Regions from separate parts of the Pan troglodytes genome. Here region 1 is linked to region 2. Evidence: chromatin contacts called from public Hi-C data. All regions are on one chromosome and are shown on one strand. Each heading gives the region's core, a stretch centred on a gene start, on an enhancer-like site or on the middle of the called end of the contact. The rest is flanking DNA. Distances are from core to core; before and after follow the strand shown.

Region 1 (4,645 bases), core at 631-3,130, 300 kb after region 2:
CATCCTTAGAGTCCTTACAACTCTAAACTTCTATGTGATGTTCTTTCTTATATGTGATAACAATACCTATTAGAACCATTCTTTGTACTTTGAAGATCTAGGGATTAACAGACAAGTACAGCAACGTGTACTAGCAAAGATGACAGGCCCAAGACACGCTAAAACTGTAGGATTTAAAATAAGCAAATGTCTAACAGTTGGCAAAGTATGTGACCAAAAGGTGAAGGAAATCCTGATATCAACTTACACTTTTAAATGCTCTGGAACCAATGAGAACAAATACATTCATCACAAGTACCAGCTGCTCTTCTTACTAAATTTAACAATAACATGAATTTTAACTCAGTGATTTCCCCATCACCAACCCCGCCAAACACCTGTAAATATTTAGGAAAAACAAGCTAAAAAAACTGAATCTAAAAGGCAGGAGAACAAATCATTGCAAATCATTGTGGTGACGGACTGCACTTCAGTTGCAAGATGTTCTGGCTGGATACTAACTGGAGAACGCAAGGCAGCAGATGCAACCCATGGACAAGTTTGAGGTATTTAATACCAAGGGCTGGCAAGTCTGACCCTGTAGTCAAAGTCAAGATTGCCTCTCTGCCTACCAGGACCCCAAAACAAAGTTCCTTTCACTACCCACGAATAAACGGGGGTGGGGGTAGCAAGCCGTTTCCTTTTTTCGTGGAAAGAGCTGCAAAGAGTTTTGTCATGCAACTTGGTTTGGCGCCTGTTAGTGTCAATGTAAGAGCAGCAGAGTCCGCGAAGGTGGCTGTTACCATTCCACAGACCTGCGGCGAGGACTGTCAATCCGATTCAGCAAATAACCCCACCTCTCCAAGCCAGGACTCCAGAGCTGCCCTGTGTGGTGTCTCAGCAAGGAAAGCCAACAAAGCTGGTAGACACAGACAGACCGTAGCCCACCGCCTGTGAGTGGAGGCTCCGAGCCGACTTCACCACCTCCTCAGAGGGACCGGCCCGATACGAAAGGGCGGTCTCCAGGGGTCCCCATCCCGCACCACGCACACAGCCTGGGGCAACTAAAGAGGAAGTCGGATGTCACATCCAACGGATAAATAAAGACAGCCCGGCCACACAAGAGCCGCATTCCGGGCAGGACTCCTGCTAGGTTTGGGGAGGGGTCCCAGTCTGCGATCCTTTCTCCCTCTTCGTGCAGCGTCCTCCTCCCCGGGGCGCGGGCCGGCGGCGCCCACGCAACGCGGCGCGGTGCGAGTCCCGAGAGCACCTCGAGCCCCCGGCCCCCTCCCCAGCCCCGCCGGGCCCGCGGCCGCCGCACTCCCGCACGCCGGCTGCCCAGCGCCCACGGGCCCTGCCCCAGACTCGGGCGCGCAGTTCCGACGGCCCAGGGCGGGGACGGCGCGGCGGAGTGGGAGCTGCCGCCGCGGGCTCTCGGAGGCACCGGCGGCCGCACACACTCCTCCCCTTCGCCGCGAGTAAACAGCTCGCGGGCGCGCTCCAGCCGCGCCCCCATCCCCCCGCCGGGCTCCGCGCCGCCCCGCGCCCGCGCGTCCCGCCCGCCGGCGCCGCCGCCCCCTACCTGGTCGGTGAGTTTGAGCACTGCCATTCTTCCGCTCCTTCGCGCGCACACACATGCAGGTCCCCGGCCCGCAGATGTCACGCCGGGAGCCGGGGAAGCGGAAGGGATTGCCAGGGGAAGGGAAAAAAATCTGGCTCCCGAATTTGACAGCCCTCCCCCTGCTCCTCCTCCGCCGCCGCCTCCTCCCGCCGAGAGGCTGACACTGGCTAGTGGGGTTTGCAGCCGAGCCCGCCCGCCTTTCCACAGGAAGTACCGGCTGCTGCCAGCCGGGCCGCCACTGACATCACCGCGCGCTGGCTCGCTCGCCGCCCGCCGCCTGGGCCGACGCTGCCTCCTGCCGCCCGCAGCCGAGCCGCGCAGCCCGGCCCCCGGCGCTGCCCCCGCGCCCGCACCGGGCCGCCGCCTGCCTTCCGCACCTGCACGCGGCGCCCGGCCGGGCCGGCCCCGGGCCCTGGGCGGATCGCGGGCCTCCCTGACGGGTCTCACACATATGGGTGGGGAAGCCCGCGGGGACACACCCCGAGGGGGCAGGAAAGGCTCTCACTCACACGCCGTCCACTTTAACCGGGGAGATGGGATCACGCCCCCTTCCCCTAACCCAGAATCAGGTGGTGGCAGCGCTCCGAAGATCCCACCTCGCCAGGGACCGCAATTACGATGCTCTCTTTGTTTAATGCCAGGAGGCAGCGGACACATTGTGATTCTTTAGAGGGTGTTTGCCAAACATTTATGGGTGGAGGGAACAGAAGCTCTGGCCCTTCCACCTTGTTCTCCAGCCACTTTCCAGCTAAACACACACACACATATGCACACACACATACTATTGTTAAATTCAAACACCCTGGGTTTGGTTTTTGCTGGTGGGGGTGGAGTGGAGTTCCTGGAGAAGCAAAGCAGTCCTAAATCACCGAGTTAATGGGTCTTTTGGGTGTTCCCACCAGTCCTTACTGATCTCTACAAAATCCCAAGTTACCAAGCTCTTCAACAAATAGAAGACAGCTGTCAAACACCATGGGCTACAGATACAACGGGCATATTCGTAAGCATAGTAGCTGTTGATAGTTCTGGAATTTGGAGCAAACACTTATTCATTGAACAGCTATGTACTGAGTCCCTACCTTGTCAGGCACTGGCTAGGCACGGGAATAAACGGAGAGCATAAATAAGATAACCTGCTCTCAGAAGATGCCAACATAAACCACATAGTCTCTGCTAATGAATGTAATTACAAACTGAGATAAGGGATCTCAAGGGAAAACATGCTTCTGAAGTGAACCCACAACAAAGGAATCAGACCAGACTGGTGGGTGAGGGCAGGCTTCCCTGAGAAAGTGACAGGAGTTGAGATCTGGAGAAGGGATAATTAAGTAAGCAAGTGGAGAGGAAGTGCTCCCAGGCAGCCCCATGTGCCCCTGGCAGGCCATAGAGCAAACCTGTAGGGCAGCATTGAACAGCTTTGAAGAGCAAACTAGAGCTACAGAATTCTTTGGTCAAGACCAAACATCTACCTCTACTGCATATTCACAAACCAAATGTCCATTCTTCCTCCCTACTCTTAGAACCTCCCCCAAAGATTCCACATGAGACAGGAGAGAAAGGAGCATTAATATCCTCACATTTACCATCCAGCCACTGTGGTTGTCGAAGCAGCTAAATCTCAAATTTACCTTTATTAGTCTTATAGATTATAATTCAGATCATGCAGACAAGAAGAACCAAGGAACTTTGTTCCTGGCTTCCACTCCTCTGTTATCAATGTTGCATGGAAACAAACAAAAAAAATTCTAAGGCCTTTCTCAGACATACAACAGATTGTTTATGTTGCATCTATGAGTCAGTTCTTCACTGCTGTTATTGGTATGTCTATTTACTGAACACCCTGCATGGCTTTGTAAGTAAACTGAATAGGACCCTGCATTCTCTACTTAAATAGAGCCATCTTTCAGAAGAGTGATAACAAATGACTTAATTTGGAAGATTCACTCAAGATCCAATTTGATTCATCGCGGACATGCCTGCACCTAAGTTCCTCGGGCCAAAGTGAGGAGGCAGCAGTTTTCCACCCAATCAGACCATCATCCTCTTTTTGTAACTAGTATCTTTAACACTCCCCTTACTATCCTGAAAGGTAATTTGTGGATAATATTACCTACCAATACAAATTTCAAAAAAAAAAAAAACAGCAACAATATATTGTCCTAATTGTACAATAAAGGAAAAATTAAAGGAGAGTAATTTATAATGAATATGTATTTCAGTAGGTAAGTGGCAAAACACAACTCTCTTTGTCTTCTGACAAAACAAAGCAGTAAGATGCTTCCACCTATATGGAGAGGCTTTGTGAATGAGAGAATTACAAATGCAGACAGACGTGAACATATAGTGTTAGGAATTCAAATATCAAGATTGGTGTTGTCATAGGTGACCTGACTTTGTGAAAGGTTGAACAACTCGTGGCCAAGTTCCAAATAAAATAGGGAGCAGAAGATTTGGCAAAATTTATTGATAAGACTACACTTATCAGAAGGTCTGCTTTTAATGTGTTAGCCAGTACTTTGACAGTGATTCAAACACTTTGTTTACTTCATTAAATGAGACTCAGACTCAGCAGTTGACTATATTCGGTGAGCTTGAGAAGCCAGAATGCCCCTGGTATAATGTAGAGAAAGAAATCCAAAGGTTTGTGGAGATGGGAATGTTGGAATAATTTTATCATGTATAATCTGTACAGCCAACCCCTACATATTCCTGGAGAGCCAGATGATGATCTTTATACTGAAGCATTGAAAAATACAGGCCGGGCACCATGGCTTATGCCTATAATCCCAGCACTTTGGGAGGCTGAAGCAGGTGGGTCACCTGAGGTCAGGAGTTCGAGACCAGCCTGGCTAACATGGTGAAACCCCGTCTCTACTAAAAATACAAAAAATTAGCCAGGCGTGGTGGCATGCACCTGTAGTTCCAGCTACTTGGGAGGCTGAGTCACGAGAGTCGCTTGAACCCAGGAGGCAGAGGTTGCAGTGAGCCAATGACGCGCCATTGCACTCCAGCCTGGGCAACAAAGCAAGACTCTGTCAAAAAGAA
Region 2 (5,084 bases), core at 1,290-3,789:
GAAAGATGTACATACCCCTCTGTGTAAAGCTGTGCATCCTAGGATGTCAACAGTGTCTACGTTGGCTTCCTTTTCAAGTAACAATGAAACAGCGTCAATATGTCCATATGCTACTGCAAGCATCAGTGGTGTTCTAGGCAGAGAGATAAAGCAGGCTTTCAAAAAGGAGATTTAAAAAAATATTCATCACTACCAGTAGGAGGACATTCTCTTTCTCTCTCCCATTCTCTTCCCCTCTCCTTTTGACAATTTCTTAATATTTTCTAAGTGTCCCCAGTTTGCTATACAATATGCAGAACAAGCTATCTGCCTCTGCTCTAATGGCCACATGGAATGTTGTTAGTGGAATGATCCCTAGGGATGAGGCAGGGGAAGCTTCCTTTTCAAAATATTCATGTTAATCCCATCATTTTCAGATCCATGTAGCATTTACTAGATATCAAGGGTGAGGAGTATGTGTATGCAGAAGCCCCTCTTGCTTCCATCAGAGCAGCTCTACTTTGTAGCATTCTATGTTGGACTTCTGCTAAAGATTTCATTTACACAAAGCTTCTTTCCCTAAAGAAAAGTCTGTCAAGTCTCAGGGAAAGAATGAAGTGTTGTGATGCAAGAGGGAGGTGAGATTCTGACTATCACACTGATTCACATGCCTGGGGCTAGTCACTGCTGACTTTTGCTCTGCATTTCCTATTTGTAAGAGAAGATTAGGTGGGGAATATGCCAACAGAAGGAAATTACTTTGAAAAAGCAAAGTTGAGGAAGAAAAGGCATCTGAAGGATTTTAATAATAGAGATAACCTCATGAGGTCTGTCCTATTTATTAATTAGAAAATGGCAATGGTGTAGCAGCTTCAGAAGAAGGTAAAAATGGGCGGAAAGAGGGAACAAAGGAGAGAATATAAATAAGAACCGGGAAACATGGCCACAGCCCTTAAAAAGGTGATCCTTTCGTCAAGACATGTGCACACCCACTCCTTCATGCTTTTCTTGGATATACGCACTGTGACTTAAAGCCACCTCATTGTGTATTGGTCCTGGTCCAAATATATTCCCCCAACTTCTCGGTTCCGCAGTGAGCCTTGTAATGATTTAAGAAACCAACCAGGTGGCTGCTGTGATTGAAATGTCAACCCAAGGCCACGTGTCAGCGCACTTACTGTCCTTTGGCATCTTTCACATCGACCGCCTCCGGGTTGTCTGCAATTTCTAGCAACAGCCGTAAACACAGTGTGTGACCATTAATTACTGAAAAAGAAAACAGTGGACAGTCTTTTAACAGAACAACACTACACATATCTCTTCCAAATGACTTTTTTTTTTTTTTTTTTTTTTGAGATGGAGTCTCGCTCTGTCGCCAGGCTGGAGTGCAGTGGGGCGATGTCATCTCACTGCAATCTCCACCTCCCGGGTTCAAGCGATTCTCCTGCCTCAGCCTCCTGAGTAGCTGGGATTACAGGCATGCACCACCATGCCTGGCTAATTTTTGCATTTTTAGTAGAGACAGGGTCTCACCATCTTGGCCAGGCTGGTCTCGAATTCCTAGCCCCAGGTGATCCGCCATCCTCGGCCTCCCAAAGTGCTGGGATTACAGGCATGAGCCACCAAGTGACCTTCTGAGACAGAATCTCACTCTGTCGTCCAGGCTGGAGTGCAATGATATGATCTTGGCTCACTGCAACCTCCGCCTCCCGAGTTCAAGTGATTATTCTGCCTCCTGAGTAGCTGGTATTATAGGCATGCACCACCACACTCGCTAATTTTTGCATTTTTAGTAGAGATGGGGTTTCACCATGTTGCCTAGGCTGGTCTTGAACTTCTGGGCTCAAGCAATCTGACTGCCTTGGCCTCCCAAAGTGCTGGGATTACAGGCATGAGCCACCGTGCCTGGCCCCAAGTGACATTTATTTGGACTTCAAATCAGTGGTTTTCCATTGTTGCCGCTGGATCCCCCTCGGCTTCCAGCTCAAGGTAGTTTCCAGGCAGAGTGCCTCTGTGTTAATCTGTCTTCCCCCTTCTTCCTAGCAGGGTGCATTGATCCCCACCTTCCTTTTCTAGTTCCTGTGTTGAGGGTTTTTTCTTACACTTAGGGTCCTTTCTTATCTCCTGTCATGGGACTAATAATCTCTCCCCACTAGTCAGCTCCCCTTTTTGTTCCTCTGAGTCACCCAATTCCATATAATCATACTGTATCTACCCTGCCTCCAACCCCTTTAAAAAGAAGGAAGAAGGGAGAGAAGGGAGTGGAAGTGTGAGGGGAGCAGGAGCAGGATGGAGGAGGAGGAGGAAGGCGAGGAAGGAAGGAGAGAAGTGGAGGGGAGAGGGGAGACGGTCAGAAGGGAAGGGAGTAGGGACCTGGGGCCGCCTCTTCTCCCAGGTCGTTTTACATTCTGAGGTAGATATTCAGAAGAGGTGTTCCTGCAATCGCTCTGACTGATGGGTGGTGGCAGAAAACAAAACCTCACGCCGGCTGGGTGTGCACGCTCCATCCGCTCACTGTTGAGTGACGGTCCCTCAGCCCCGCGGTCACCGAGCCACAGGCGGCGCTTTCTCTGACTTCCCAGGCGTCCTCGTGCCTGGCCGAGGTGTGACTGGGCTCCCTGGGAGCCCTTTCCTAGGCCAGACTGGGCCTCCCCCTGCCCCTCCTCGCCCAGCGGACCGAGTGGGGGCCAATGTGGGCAGGAAATGCGGCCCCCACGCGGGGCCGGCCTGGACCGGCTGGGGCGGGAGCACTGGATGCACTCCTGTGCACACCAATTCCAGGCAGCTTTAGAAGGCTGTAGTGGTCCCACAGGGGCTGGGAAGCAAACCTGTGATGATAACCTCAGGGTAAGCTGCTTTCTGCCAGGCTATTGAACGCAAACCAAAGCCTTATGATAGGCATGACTTCCCACTCAGGGAGTAAGATGAGAGCAACCGTGGTTAAAATTCCAAACGTGACCTTCTCTCCTCTCTAACAATGAGAAGGCCACAAAGTACATTGCATTTGCCACATTATGGATGTGGAGAGAGAAGGGAATAGACGCCGCTATGTGAGGTTGATAAAGGCTCTCCTAAGAGCTGCATTTTACAGACCTTTTATTTACTTGCCAGCCACAAGAGAATGCTAATTTAACAATGACACATTTTTTCAGGGACAATACATACATAGTGGAATTAGCTTGCATTCATCAACAGCACTCAAATGAACTACAGGAATAATGTGCACATTTTGTAGACCATTGCATTCAGCTAATTCTCAGCAACATTCCATTTATGTATCTCGGGAGGAAATTCTGTGGATTGGAGTACAGGTAATATGTCGTTGCTGCTGCTGTTATGTTTTTTGTTCTTACAATTACACTAAATCTGCTACCATTGGTGAAGTAGGCAAGAAGTTTAATGTATGGCTAAAAGGAAATGACTGGCAAAGGACTGACAGCTGAATACTGCAGATGGCAGGTTCATGAACATGGAAAAACAGCATATTTTGATTGGTTCCTCTTTCTGTAGCAACTTAATACTCTAAATAGTCATAATCATAATAGTTCAAGTGACATTTGATATTTGGCTAAACATAAGAAGAAAAAAATTATCTAACTTCATATAACTCACCCAATGTGTTAGATAGCAAAACAGTTTCTACAGTTGTGCTTTTGTTTTGTTTTGTTTTGTTTTTTGGTACAGTAGCTTTTTGAACTTAGCTAATAGCCCTCAGGTATTTTTTTTTTTTTTTTTTTGAGGTAGAGTCTAGCTCTGTTGCCCAGGCTGGAGTGCAGTGGCGTGAACTCGGCTCACTGCAACATCTGCCTCCTGGGTTCAAGCGATTCTCCTGCCTCAGCCTCCCGAGTAGCTGGGACTACAGATGCGCACTACCATGCCCAGCTAAGTTTTGTATTTTTAGAAGAGATGGGGTTTCACCTTGTTGGCCAGGCTGGTCTCGAATTCCTGACCTCAGGTGATCTGCCCTCCTCGGCCTTCCAAAGTGCTGGGATTACAGGCATGAACCACTGCGCCCAGCCCCTCGGGTAAATCTAAGTTCCCCTGAAGTTGGTAGCCAAACTTAAATTCTCTTTGGCTTCCTACACACTACATTTCTTTGTCCCCAAATTGCCTTCTAGCAAAAAGATGCTAACATCTTTAGCTCTGCTGCCAAGTTCAGCTTTGTCTCAGACCAGCTCAGCCTCTTCCTATGAGTGACAACCATTTTTCACACGACTCAAAGACTACAAACTGTCACTCCAACTATCTGTGCCAAAACCTCTCATACTTGTCCTGGCTCTTGCTCCTCATAGTGCTCCAAGGATTTGAAACTCAAAATATTGGCCTCTCAAAAGAGTTGAAAAAGATTTTGGGTAAGCAGATCCTCAAAGCACATGCTAAAGCTTCTGCACAGTAGACATTTTGTGAACAGTCCAGTGACAGTGTCTTTTTAGTGAATGACAGGAGGAAAATCCAAGCTGACTGAGTCTTCTTGACCACTAGGGGGCTTCACTGGACCACAACCCATATCACACTGGCAAATGAGTGAAAATGATTGTTCTTCATTGTTTACCTGTTTATAAGGGCGATTTTCCACAATCAAAGTAGGCCCTTTGTAATTGTCAGGAATTATATAATAACAAAAATAGGATGCTTCTCTTAAAAATAGCAACTAAGCTTTTAAAAAGGAGGACAAAATTTGAATTTTATAATAATAACAAGAATGGCTGGGGAGAAAAAAGACTAAATGTGATGAGAAATGAGAATTTATAATTCAACCACACCAACTATTACTAACCTTATGGCTAACGTTTTTTTTTTTTTTCCAGCAACAATCATTTCCAAGTAAGTAGGCAACAATTAGGTTTTTTCAACCTCTGTATTGTTTTTCTTCAGTGGCTTGGAAATTCACGGACATAGATGGAAATAGTTTTTTACAAGGTCTATCATTCTGGGAAAATTTTCCCAAGTAACAAGAATCATAAAGTCTTTTGAAAAAGTGTCTTCACTTATTTGCTTCCTCAATACACCCATTTCACCAAGTAAGACAGTTATTTATCGTTACAAAATGTTATCTACTACCCTAATCAAAGGCTGATATCACTGGATTTCCTGAGCCAAAGATA

What was found. Hi-C and Micro-C count contacts between places; a contact is called where the count stands out from the background.
Region 1: a contact with region 2 is called in a Hi-C map of stem cell-derived neural progenitor cells, with 2.4 times the contacts expected there. The contact joins the promoter of ANKRD44 here to the enhancer-like site in region 2. A contact is called at or near these places in 1 of 7 Hi-C or Micro-C datasets (stem cell-derived neural progenitor cells) and 1 of 1 datasets of contacts at active chromatin or transcription factors (stem cell-derived excitatory neurons).

What each region holds. Positions count from the first base shown.
Region 1 is chr13:99,309,535-99,314,179 of NHGRI_mPanTro3-v2.0_pri, forward strand. ANKRD44 (ankyrin repeat domain 44) reads right to left here and starts at 1,881. Exons shown (of 28, transcript XM_063791430.1): 1 at 1,562-1,881. The coding sequence starts at 1,588.
Region 2 is chr13:99,008,627-99,013,710 of NHGRI_mPanTro3-v2.0_pri, forward strand. ANKRD44 (ankyrin repeat domain 44) reads right to left here. Exons shown (of 28, transcript XM_063791430.1): 19 at 1,158-1,245; 20 at 16-133. Among named protein-coding and RNA genes, the nearest start is that of PGAP1, 89 kb to the left of the region's middle. Within about 2 kb of position 2,540, at least 8 of the 24 cell types and tissues checked have an H3K27ac peak or open chromatin away from gene starts, as enhancers often do. A contact at or near this core is called in stem cell-derived neural progenitor cells, where this site is marked.